3 separate regions of the Mus musculus genome follow, and all the other regions are linked to region 1. Evidence: chromatin contacts called from public HiChIP or PLAC-seq and promoter capture Hi-C data. All regions are on one chromosome and are shown on one strand. The core of a region is the stretch at or near the end of the contact, and the rest is flanking DNA. Distances in the headings are between cores, read along the strand shown. Region 1 holds the start of Mroh1 (maestro heat-like repeat family member 1). Region 2 holds the start of Nrbp2 (nuclear receptor binding protein 2). Region 3 holds the start of Scrib (scribbled planar cell polarity).

The links. HiChIP or PLAC-seq counts read pairs in DNA pulled down with a chosen protein or histone mark. Capture Hi-C pulls out chosen DNA fragments and counts their contacts.
Region 2: a promoter capture Hi-C map of adipose tissue shows a contact between it and region 1. The contact joins the promoter of Nrbp2 here to the promoter of Mroh1 in region 1. A contact is called at or near these places in 7 of 39 promoter capture datasets (the C10 cell line, cranial neural crest, embryonic stem cells and 3 more), 1 of 484 Hi-C or Micro-C datasets (CD4 T cells), 9 of 115 datasets of contacts at active chromatin or transcription factors (the SCID.adh cell line, acute myeloid leukemia, bone marrow-derived macrophages and 1 more) and 3 of 9 other capture datasets (adipose tissue, liver and pancreatic islet).
Region 3: a FOXA1 HiChIP or PLAC-seq map of pancreatic cancer cells shows a contact between it and region 1. The contact joins the promoter of Scrib here to the promoter of Mroh1 in region 1. A contact is called at or near these places in 4 of 39 promoter capture datasets (embryonic stem cells, liver and neural stem cells), 4 of 115 datasets of contacts at active chromatin or transcription factors (bone marrow-derived macrophages, memory CD8 T cells and pancreatic cancer cells) and 4 of 9 other capture datasets (adipose tissue, embryonic stem cells, macrophages and 1 more).

The regions. Positions count from the first base shown.
Region 1 is chr15:76,378,071-76,381,765 of GRCm38.p6, forward strand. Mroh1 (maestro heat-like repeat family member 1) reads left to right here and starts at 2,443. Exons shown (of 44, transcript NM_175457.4): 1 at 2,443-2,506.
Region 2 is chr15:76,089,942-76,093,690 of GRCm38.p6, forward strand. Nrbp2 (nuclear receptor binding protein 2) reads right to left here and starts at 1,749. Exons shown (of 18, transcript NM_001358359.1): 1 at 1,430-1,749; 2 at 867-989; 3 at 697-798; 4 at 512-601; 5 at 305-345; 6 at 111-205. The coding sequence starts at 1,552. It overlaps Gm41349 (a long non-coding RNA gene), which reads left to right and starts at 764. Exons shown (of 4, transcript XR_003951571.1): 1 at 764-1,115; 2 at 1,393-2,105.
Region 3 is chr15:76,067,892-76,071,866 of GRCm38.p6, forward strand. It overlaps Scrib (scribbled planar cell polarity), which reads right to left and starts at 1,893. Exons shown (of 36, transcript NM_001310543.1): 1 at 1,338-1,893. The coding sequence starts at 1,496. It overlaps Puf60 (poly-U binding splicing factor 60), which reads right to left. Exons shown (of 12, transcript NM_028364.2): 8 at 3,849-3,975; 9 at 3,575-3,765; 10 at 3,291-3,426; 11 at 2,858-3,093; 12 at 2,291-2,736. The coding sequence ends at 2,437.

The DNA of each region.
Region 1 (3,695 bases), core at 1,193-3,692:
TGGTTGGTGCCTGTGGAGTTCAGAAGGGTACCAGATCCTCTGGAAGTAGTGGTAAGCATGGTTGTCAGCTACCTACCTCTTGGGTGCTGGGAACTGGAACCAAACCTGAGTCCTCTGTAAGAAGAGCAAATAAGTGTACTCAACCACGGATCCATCTCTCCATCACCCACCTTTTTATTTATTTACTTTTTAAGATTTTATTCTTGCCTGGTGTGGTGGTGCTTGTCTTTAATCCCAGCACTCAGGAGGCAGAGGCGAGTGGATTCCTGAGTTTGAGGCCAGCCTTTGCTACAGAGCAAGTTCCAGGACAGCCAGGGCTACACAGAGAAACAAAAACTAAAATAAGCCAGGCAGTGGTGGCACAGGCCTTTAATCCCAGCACTCAGGAGACAGAGGCAAGTGGATTTCTGAGTCCAAGGCCAGCCTGGTCTACAGAGTGAGTTTCAGGACAGCCAGGGCTATACAGAAACCATGTCTCGAAAAAAAACACAAAACAAACAAACAAAAACCAAACTAGAATAAACATTGTGTGTGTGTGTTGGAGGAGAGTGTGCACTTCAGTGTAGATGCCTGTGGAGCTTAGAAGCTTTTGTTCCACCTGGAGCTGGAAGTTAGAGCTGGCTGTGAGCTGCCCACATGGGAGACGGCAGAATGTGTTCCTAACTGCGGAGCCATCTCTCCAGTCCCTTTGCCTTGTCTTGTCCTTCTTTCTGTCTGCACCCTTACTAGTCCATCAGCTCTACTGCATTTTACCCAGTACCTCATGTGCTGGGCCTTATGCTGAATAATAAAAGTAAAAGTTACGTTGTGATACATACAGGGCAGCTTGTATGTTTGGCGTGGGGGGGGGGGCTGTGGGCTGTGTGCTGTGGAGCACAGGATCAGCAGGGCTTGTTGGAATGTGGCCAACCAGAGCACTGCCACTGTCCACTGCAAGGTTTTTCAGGCTGGGGGCGGGGGAGAGCAACGGGGGGGGGGCTCCTGTGTGTTAGCATGGAAAAGACCTCCTTCCCTGGCAGCTACCCAAGTTAGTCCCCTCTCTCTGTTTTCTAGCATTTTCCTAGGCCATGACCCCATCCACAAAGTGCTTCACTCTCTTTTTTTTTTTCTTTTAGATTTATCTATTTATTATATGTAAGTACACTGTAGCTGTCTTCAGACACTCTAGAAGAGGGCATCAGATTTCGTTATGGATGGTTGTGAGCCACCGTGTGGTTGCTGGGATCTGAACTCTGGACCTTCGAAAGAGCAGTTGGCGCTCTTAACCACTGAGCCATTTTGCCAGCCCCAAATGCTTCACTCTCTTACTCAGAGAGTCCTGTCCTGTCTTTTTCTCTCTTGGGCTCTATCCTCTCAGTAGAACTCATCCAAGTCCTTCTCATCGTGGAAAAAGAATATTGGCTGTGTGTTTGCCTCTGACCTGGTTCAACCGCAGCAGCTTAATTTCCACATCCAACGATGCTGTCAGCCTAGATACATGGTAGCTGCTTCCCCTTTGACAGGTTCTTGGTTCTTTTGCTTTCAGAACTCTACCCACAACTTTCTCTTGTTTACACACATCTGGGTGATTGCAACCTCTGGTTCTTTGCAGGTGCCAAGTCTTCCTGGCATGATCGTCCCCAACTCTCTTATCTAACCTTGCTTTCTTGGCACCAAACCCAAAGTTTATCCTGTAGTATGGCTTACTTTTACTTTTTTAGTCACCTCTTTCCAGCCTTAGAGGCTTTAGCTGCTCCTGGAGCTGGAATAACAGTGGTAGGTAGCAAGCAGCCCAGGTAGCTAGGACATGATCATCTTGATTCCCAATGTCTTGTTGATAGGTTGGACATGTACCTCTGTTGGGCATGGCCATGTGTACATTTAGGGGTTTGGGGTAGTTTTAGGCGTTTAGTGTGTGACCAATGTACAACAATGACAATACCTTGTGTGTGTCCGTGACAGCTGGGTTGTTGTTTTGTTTTGTTTTTTTTATTTTTGTTTTCTTCCCGAGATAGGGTCTCACTTTTTATCCCAGACTGTCCTAGAACTCACTATGTAGACCAGGATGGCCTCGAATTCATAAGGATCCACCTGCCTCTGCCTCTCCAGTGCTGGGATTAAAGGAGTGCGCCACCGGTCCCGCCTGGTGGAGTTTTCTGCAGTTGGAGGCCGAGTCCGAATACTCTCGAGAACAGCGCTTGCGCAGACGGCGTCTGGCGCAGCAGCAGTACTCACACTTGTCTTGTGAAATGGTCACCGGACCGCTGGGGTACCCAGCAGAGAACAGGAAGAAGTAGGTGTACCTAGGCGCTCCATGGAGCGGAGAGTGGGCGGAGTTAACGTGAGGGACAGAACTCTGACCAATGAGTGTGGAGATCGCACGGAGGCGGGGCCAAATTGCCGCGCGCCAGGCCGCAGTTGGCCAGAGGGCTGCGGGGATGGGCTTGGGGCGCTGCTCCGCCTACTCTGAGACGCTTGGGGCATAGAGGGCGGCGCCCGGGCCGTGGCGGCGGCGGCGGCTCCTCAGGTAAACGGCTTGTTAAGGCTCATCTTTGGTGGTGGGGGCCAGGCACCCTTTGAGGAACTTGGACCAGAGAGCCTAGGGGCCTCCCCATCTGCCAGCAGCAAGAGAAGCTGTGTCAAGGGGCGCCTCCCCAAGGTCAGCGGGCCGGTGCCAGGAGGTGCTGGGAGATCTCAGGTGTGCCCAGCGGGCCCGGCTTCGCATCTTACACCTGGAAGGGATCTCGGAGCTTGCGATTCAATTCTGACTTGTCAGACATCGGCGCGTGGTCCCTGGTCCCTGTCCCTGCTGTCTCGTGGGTCGCGTGATCCATGTCCTAGTCCCTTCCGGGAACTCGGTGACTCAAGACCCTGGTCCTTTGCGGGGTAGGGGCTACGTGTTCAGGTCTTTGACCTCCGCAACTGGGCTACCGGCATTTCTGTCTCTTTCATAAAACTGAGCCTTAATTCAGGGACTTGCAAAGCGAGTGCTCACCGCACCGCAGCCACTCGTCTTTCTGTATTCTCGTTGCGGATTAAAGGAGGCGGTGTAGAGCAGGAAAGTGATTTGTCCAGAGTCACGAGGATTGCTGGCCCCAGGGAGAAGGCCACAAAACTCTCAGAGTATAGAATTCAGGCAAGGTGAGAGCTAGGTGAGGTGGAGCCAGGGCTGACACTCCAGGTTTGGGATTCCAATTTTCCAACCAAGTCAGTGCAGTTATGCAGCAAGACTCTGCTCTACCCTGTACAGAGCTCAAGGTAATGGATGGAACCGTAAACTCAAGTGCAGTGAGTAAGCATAAGGACCTGCGGGAGAGGGATAGAGGGCGGCATCTGGAGACCTGGGGCTGTGAGCTGGAGTTACTGTTAAGGCAGAGGCTAACTTTGAGGGGCTAGTCTTGGTTGGAGGCAGGAAACTCTTTGGAAGGAAGGGGATGGTAGTAGAAATGGAGGAACAGCCTGCGACCTAGTTAATTAAATGGTAAAATTAAAAAAATTCAGGAAGTAGGTAGGTGGAGCAGGGCAGGGGTGAAGGTGAAGGGTTAAGTCTTAGCTGCTCTGTTAGACTTGGTTGGCCATGGTCATCTAGATGGAGACCCCCAGCAGACACAGGGTTGATGGGGCACCAGAGCAGAGATCCTATGCAAACCACTGGTTGTGGGATATTCCTGTGGAGCCTGTGTTTATGACTTGGCTGGCTGTGCAGTCTCTGCACC
Region 2 (3,749 bases), core at 499-2,998, 290 kb before region 1:
AGAGAGAAAGACAGGATGTCAGTTGGGCGGGGAGACTGGGCAGTCTCTGTCCAGGGCTCCCGCAGGTTCCCCACCCCTGCCCCCTGCCCCCTGCCCCGCCTCGCCAGCACCGGAGCCGATCTTGATGAGGCCATTGTGCTGAATGAAGATGGTGTCGCTCGTCAGGTTCCCGTGGATGATGGGGGGACTGCAGGCGTGCAAAAAACTGCAAGCATAGAGGATGAGAGGCAGGAAGAACCGGGTCAGAGAGCAGCGGAAAGGTGCAGAGCAGGGGGCAAGCGCGTGGGCAAGGCCAGGCTCTCACCTGAGTGCAGACAGGATCTGCGTACACCAGCGCTTCCAGGCCTGGCAGCGGACGCACGACTCCGTCGGGTGGGCACCAAAAGGCTGCTGAGCCTGCGGAGCCCGCCCGCTACCCCACTCCTGAACCGAGGTTTTTCGGAGTCCCCCGCCCCACTACTGTCCCTAAGTTCTGCTGGACTCCCTCCAGTCCCCAGCCCACTCCCCATACCCGGGCGTTCATGGCCTTGTGGTTCTTCTTGGTCTTTTTGAGGAACTGCTTGAGGCTGCCAGACGACACGTATTCTGTGATGAAGATGACCTGCGGGCAGGCGGGCTCCGCCGTTGCGGGTGGGTCTCCATGCTGCCCCACCCAGCCTGTGGCTTCACTCCGCCCTTCACCCGCCCCTAGCTCACCCTCGCGCGGGCCTCAGAGGCGTCCAGCCAATACTTGTGCAGCTTGACGATGTTGGGATGGTCCACCAGCGCCAGCTGCTCAAACATGGTCTGGATCTTCTCCTGGGGAAAGAGGATGGTTGTGGGGCCAATCAACGGTATGGGGCAAAGCGGGTATAGACAGGCCTCACCTCATGGGCCGCAAAGGCCTTCCTATCCCCGAAGTGAAGTTCGTTCCACACCACTTCTACACCCTCCTCCGTGTCCATGGCCAGAAAGGTGCTCTGGATCCCGGGCATGTTCCCTTGGTTCACCTAGGTGGGAAGAATGTGTGTCCTGATACGAATAGACCCAGGGTGTGGACGTGGTCTCCGCCACAACCTTCCCCCAGCCGTGAATGTGCTGCTAGCCTTGCCCAGCTCAGTGGGAGGGCTGAGGAGGTAAGGCTGGGAATCAAGAACCCAGGGGGAGAAGGGTGGTGTCCAGGGGCTGGGCCAGAAGGTACGCAGGTTTTAGAGGTTGGGGAGATCCCCAGAGCGGTAGTAGGGATCCAAGAGGCACGTGGAGGTGGTCCCAGTATGACACCGGTGTTCAAGGAATGGGGGTTTCTCACCAGGGCTTGGGGCCAAAGGGATCCGAGGGCCTCCAGAGGCCAGGGCGTCCGGGGAGACCCTCATACTGGCTCGGCCCCACGGATCCCATGGCTTCTATCCTTAGGCTACGGGACGGCGGCGTCACCCGCACCCGTGCCCACCTGCTCCCGCCGCTTCTGCCAGCGGCCACACGGGCTCTCCTCCAGGATGTCGCTCTCGTCCTCGCTCTCGTCCTCCCGCTCGCGCTCCCGGCCTCTCCTCGGCGCCGGCTCCGGGGCCGCCATGGCTCGGCGAGCCCAGGCCGCCGCCCTCCGCGCAAGCCCTCGCCCCGCTCCCGCCCGCCCTGGCCCAGCGCCCAGCAGCCCAACCTGGAGCCCAGCGGAGCGGCCGCCGCGAGCCCTCCTCGGCTCCGGGAATTGGGAGGCGCGGGCTCGCAGCGGACCCGAGGGAGGAGCCGCCCCGCCCCTCCGGAGCCGCCTCTGCAGGCCGGTGCTGGACTGTAGCTCGATCCAGGGCGGCAGAACCCCGCCCCAGGCACGCCTCGTCCTCCCAGACCACTCCTGCTTCCCCCAAAGCTCCGCCTCAAAGAGACGCGCCCCTCAAAGGCACCACCCATTCCTGCGGAGGCCTCTCCAAGGTTTCCCAGGCAGCTGTGGTTCTCCCAGCAGACTGTGCCTGGCCTCTTCGGGAACCACTTTTGCCCAACTCTTGAAGCCAGTTCTTCCAGCACCGCATCCCGATCCTGCTCCCATGACAAGTGTCCTGAACTCGGCCCGATGTAGAGAGTCTGAATGGGGCATCAAGGGTCAAGGGCATCTGGGGGCAGGCACTTCAGTGGTAAGAAACCATATGGTCTCAGAAATGGGACCAGTTCCCTCCTCAGGTAGCCAAGGAACGCATCACTAAAGATGCACCGCAGCAGAGACTGATGGGATACTCTTTAAATCCTGACTGCCTGTCTCTTCCTGGACCAGAATTCCGTGCAAACCCACTTTTCATAATGGCGAGTTTCTCTTTTCTCCCCAAATGTGACGCTCTCCGTTCCACTATGGGCTCCCTTGAAGCAATGGAACCACGAAGAGGGAGCATTTCTCACTTGTCACATCCAGCAGACTCCCCCACCCCCCGAAAACCTCTATCCACCCCTCAACTGCCCTCAGTCCTACCTCTGCCCTTCTACCCACCGGCACCTCCCCTTTCTATATAGAGACCCTGGCTGTCCTCTGATTTAAACATCATCTGACCCCTGACCAGCTCTGCCCCCCACTCTGCTCCTGACTTCTGTCATAGCCCGCTCAGAATGCTGCAGCTTGCTGTGGACTTCTACCTATCCTGAGAAGGGTTAGCTAGTTTAGCAGATCAGGAGGGGTTAACCCTCTACTGGCCCTAGAAGTCAGAACAGGGCCAATGCTTGGAAGACAATTCCCATGTCCTTGGATCTACCTATTTGTGTCTGTTTAACTAGGACCCTAGCCACACTGGAGAGTCTGCACTAAGAACACAAATGATGAAGAGCCTTGTACCACAGTGTTAGCAGAGCCTCTTGGGGGGGGGGCAGGCACTACAGATAGAACCCGTTTTTTAAAAATGTGACATTGAGGGCTCGTTGGTTAAGAGTACTTCTGCTCTTGCAGAAGACCCAAGTTCAATTCCCAGCACTCACACAAGTTCACAATTACCTGTTACTCCACTTCCAGGGGATCTGCTGCCCTCTTCTGGTCTTGATGGGTACCAAACGCACATACATGTAGGCACTCATTATCACATACACATAAAATAAACCTTAAAAACAATGCACAACACCAAGGCTAGTGGCACGCACAGATCACAGCTGGCAGTAGCACATGCTGTCTAAGAACTGTAGGGGACAGGGTAACTGGATGCTCACACAGACGTCCCCTAGGTTCCATTCCACAAGACGTTTGCTACAGCTGGTTTCTCTAAGCAGCCTTTGTGGAGGTCAAACCTGCCCTCCTGACTGTTTGCTGCACTTGACAGGCCCATCCATCCCTCTTTGTGCTGACTGTGACTTATACATAGAATGCATCTTCTGTCACCCGTTGAGGCCACGTCCTTCAGGTGTTGACTCAGGTGTCATCTCTCCGACAAGACATCCCTAGGCTCCATGCTTGCACACCCTGTCTCCTCCCTAGCCTCACGAGACTTTCCCATGACATTTGGCGCTGGACCTGCCTGTGTTGGTCTGTTTCATCTGTCCATGATGGAATGTGGATCTATAAGGGCAGGGTGTCTGCTCTTGGTGCCAAGGGTAATGTTCATCACATGCCACGCCCTCATCAATGGTGTGATGGATGCGTGGGAGAAGGATGCATGAAGGCTTAGTAGGTGGTCCAAAGAGTCTCCCGAGGCAGCTGCATAGGAACCAAACCTCAATTCATTTTCTTCCCTATAGCCAGTCCCATGTCAAACAGGTATGTGCACTCTAACCCCTAGTACCTGGGAAATGGCCTTATTTTGAGA
Region 3 (3,975 bases), core at 643-3,142, 310 kb before region 1:
TCCCAGGTCACACAAGGTTCTGCGGCTCTAGCCATGATACCCAGTGTGCTGAAAAACCAGACAAAGAAGCCTGCAAAACACACCCCTGCCCACCTGATGCCTGGTCTCCCTTGTGTCATTTGTCACATGTACCACTGCTGTTCTGCAATGATACTCTGCAACTGCTGAGGGGGACTCTCCTAAGATACTGTCAGACCTACGCTCTCATTTCTCGGTGGAAAGCCCACCTCTCACTATTACCCAGATGTCACCCAGATAACATGCCCCAGGCAAGACATCAGCAGCTCCCAAATGGATAGCCCCTGCCCTCTGCCCTATGGGTCAGTCACTCTCAGTATCCTACCTACTATCCAAACTACCTCTTCTAAAGGAGTTTGGAGCTCTTCAGGAACCCCAACAATGAACAGCAAGAGCTTAACAAAGAGAGAACAACAATAAAAACACCAGAGAGCACTGGGGTGGGTTGTGGGTGGTGCACATCTTTAGTACCCACAGAGGCAGGTGGATCTCTGAGTTCTAGGACAGCCAGAATGAATTCCAGGATAACCAGGGTTACGAAGGGGAAACCCTGTCTCAAGAAACAGAACAAAAAAAAAAAAGCAATAACAACAACAGGCACCAGAGAGAAACACAAGTGCAAAATGTCCAAGATTCACACACGGATACCATAAAGGTCTATGAAGAACACCCGCAACGCCACCAGCCGGCAAGAATATCAGACCACTGAGTCCCCTATCTCAGAAAAGTAAGTCCTACATAACCTGCCTCCTTTGGCCTTCCTTCTAGTGTGGCCTCAGAACAACAACAACAAAAAAAACCCCAAACAAACCCGACAGGAAGGAACACAGACAGTGAAAGGTGGGCTCTCCGCTGAGCGATGACAGAATAGATCTGACACTGCAAGTATCTTAGGAGAGTCCCACTCAGCACTGCAAACCTCTCCTCCCAAAACGAAGGCAGAACACAGTGCAAGAAAACCAACTTCCTACCCTTAAAGTAGCCCAACTAGCTTTAACAGTTGCTAACCCGGGTCGGTCTCGCACCCTGGACCCATCCTCCTCCTGTGCTCTCATGGGCTTCTCTGTTGGCTCCCCTTTTAGGTTCAGTATCTACTTAGTCCCCAGACAGGTTGCCACCAGGTGCCAACACCGGCGGCTGGAGGAGGGTGGGGCTGGCTGGGGCGGGGCTCTGACCAGTAGGAACCTGCAGGGCCGGCTGGAGGTTGCGGTGCCCAGCTCGGGCAGCGCCTGCTGAGATCTCGCTCCAGCCGGCTGCCCCAGAAGTCATACACCACCCCGAGAACTGAGCGCGGGGCAGCAGGTGCGGCGGCCGCTCACCTTAGGTAGCTCGCGCAGCTGGTTGGCGTCGAGGAGCAGCTCCTCGAGGCTACGACTGTAGCGGTAAATCTCCTCTGGCACAACCTGCAGCGAGCAGTGCCGCTTATCCACCGACTCCACGTGCCGGTTACAACGCCAGAGCGGGATGCACTTCAGCATGATGCGGGCGGGCAGTGAGCGCGGGCTCGGGAGGCGCTCGGCGGGCTCGGGCCGGGGGGCGGGGCTCGGCCCGCATGAGCGCCGAGCGCGGGCGGAGCGGCGCGCGCGGGGGTGGGGCGGGCAGCCGGGTCCCGGACTGTGGCCGGGGTCGGCGCTCGGCTCGGCCCGCGTTCAATACGAGCTGTAGGCTCCGACGGCGGCACACAGCTGGCAGCACGGCCTGACCCGGCAGCGCTTTCTTAGGCGCTGGGGGCGCGGCGGCGGCTCCGCATCCCGCCCGGCCTGCTCACCTAGCAGCTCATCCGCCCGCAGCACCGCAGCCGGAACCGCCGCCGCTGCCCGCGACAACCGCCCAGCCGCGCAGCCCGCCGGGAAGCCTAGGCCCGCCCTCTCTGCTCAAAACTACAGCTCCCAAAGGGCCACGCGGCGTGGCGTCTCCGACGACCCGTAGCGGTCTCGCGCGGGGCATGTCGGGATTTCCGGCCTCGCTCTGGCGTAACCCATACTAGCAGGTGTAACAACTCAGATGCCCGCCCGCCCACAAAATGCTCTCTTGGTCCTGGATCCTACAGATCTCAGGGCCAGACAGCTCTCAGAGCTATCCACGTGAGCAAGGCTGCAAGCCAGCACTCCCCACAAAGGAAGATAAAGCAAGGCCTGTCCACCCCGGTCCCTCCTGTTCACCCCTGCACAGCAGGCTGAACGCCCTCCTTGTCCCTGGTGCCTTGGAACCCTGATAAGACATTCCACACACAACCAGCTTGGGTCACAGGACCAATTTCAGACACAGGGACTTCAGGGCCAGTGGTATCTGCATCTTTATGTACACTACAGGGTGGGTTGGGCAGAGTGCCTGGTCCCAGGGACACACCACGGTTAACACTTTACAAAACCCAAAGGAAGGAAGGGGCAAGTGCAAGTCCAGGAAATGAGGCCAAAGTCACGCGGAGAGGTCGCTGTTATCAAAACGCTCCTGGTCATACACTTCAGCCACCACCTTGCGACCACCAAACCAGCGCCCATTGAGGGCCTGGATGGCCTTGTGAGTCTCTGAGGCCATGGAGAATTCCACAAAAATCTTGACGATGATTTCTGCATCTTCCTCTTCGCCCTGTTTTTCTTGATAGATAATGACCCGGTTCACAGCACCAAATTTGCCACACTCCTCTGTCACCTCTCCCTCCAGGTCGTCATCGATGTCCTTGGGGTCCACCATGTTTCGGAGAACCATCACTGTAGACTGTAGGAAAGACAATTGACTGCTGTGACTGTGGGAAAGACACCTGAATGCTGCGACCTATCACCCACTACTTCACATTCATACCGCCGAGAGCGGGCCTGGCACGAGCCCACCTACTTACCTCCTGTTTTCTGAGTAGCTTTTGCATGACCATGTGGCGAGCACTGCTGCCCGAGATGCTCATGTGCTCCTGCTCACTCAACATCTCTGGCCGTTCTGACTCAGGAAACAGCTCCTCCTCTTCCTTCTCCTTCTTGGGCTCCAACAGACCCAACGTTGGCGGGCTGGCGAGAATGGGGTTCACTACTCCCACAGAGGGGATGGTGACCGGAATAGGAGGGCGGGCTGGTGTCACACCTGCAGCAAAACCAACCGAGTTTAATAGCCACACATACACTCTCCTGTTTGGGAAAGAGTAAAGAGATGGTTGGCGATAGCCAGCCTGTCCTGGATTCAAGGGATTACACCGAAGTAAGTATGGGTTGGGAAGCTGAAGACAGACCCTAGAGGAGAGGGGAAAGGAATGGAAGAGAACCTGATCAACTCAGACTCACCTGTGATGACTCCAGGGGCCTGGGCAGCCATGACAGCCTGGGGTAGGGCCCCTAAGGGCTGGGCCAGTGTCAGTGCTGGGGACACTAGTCCTGGTGTGGCTAAAGTACCCAGCACTGCTGCTCCAGCCACTGCTTCCTGCAACCAAAAGACAAGCAGAGTCAGTTTCTAGTCTGTTCTCACAGTCAGTTCTTTGTTCCCACCCAAACCATCTAAGAGCCAGTTCCCAAAGGCTGAGTGGGTCTGTCCACCCACTGTCCACACTCATCACTGCACCAGCTCTCACCTGAGCTGTAATCTTGGCCGTGGCTGCAGCTGCGGCCACAGCAGCAGCAGGCGGGAGACCTCCAGGCGTGGCAGGTGTTAGCAGGGGCATGGGGGGTGTGACGGCCTTGCCCACCCTCAAGTACTGGCCACCCAGATCAAAGAGGTTCATGGAGGACACAGCATCCTGGGACGACTGGGCCTTCTCATATTCTGCAGGGCAGGATGAGCAGTGAGAAAAGCCAGCCCCAGTAAGAGGCGGGCTCCCTCTTCTCCTTGGCCCTTCCCAAACTCACCGATAAAACCATAGCCCTTGTGCTTGCCAGTTGTGGGGTCCCGGGCCAGCGTACAAGACTTGATCTTGCCAAAGGCTTCAAATACACTCTTGATGTCATCATCAGACAGGTCTTGATGTACAGAGGC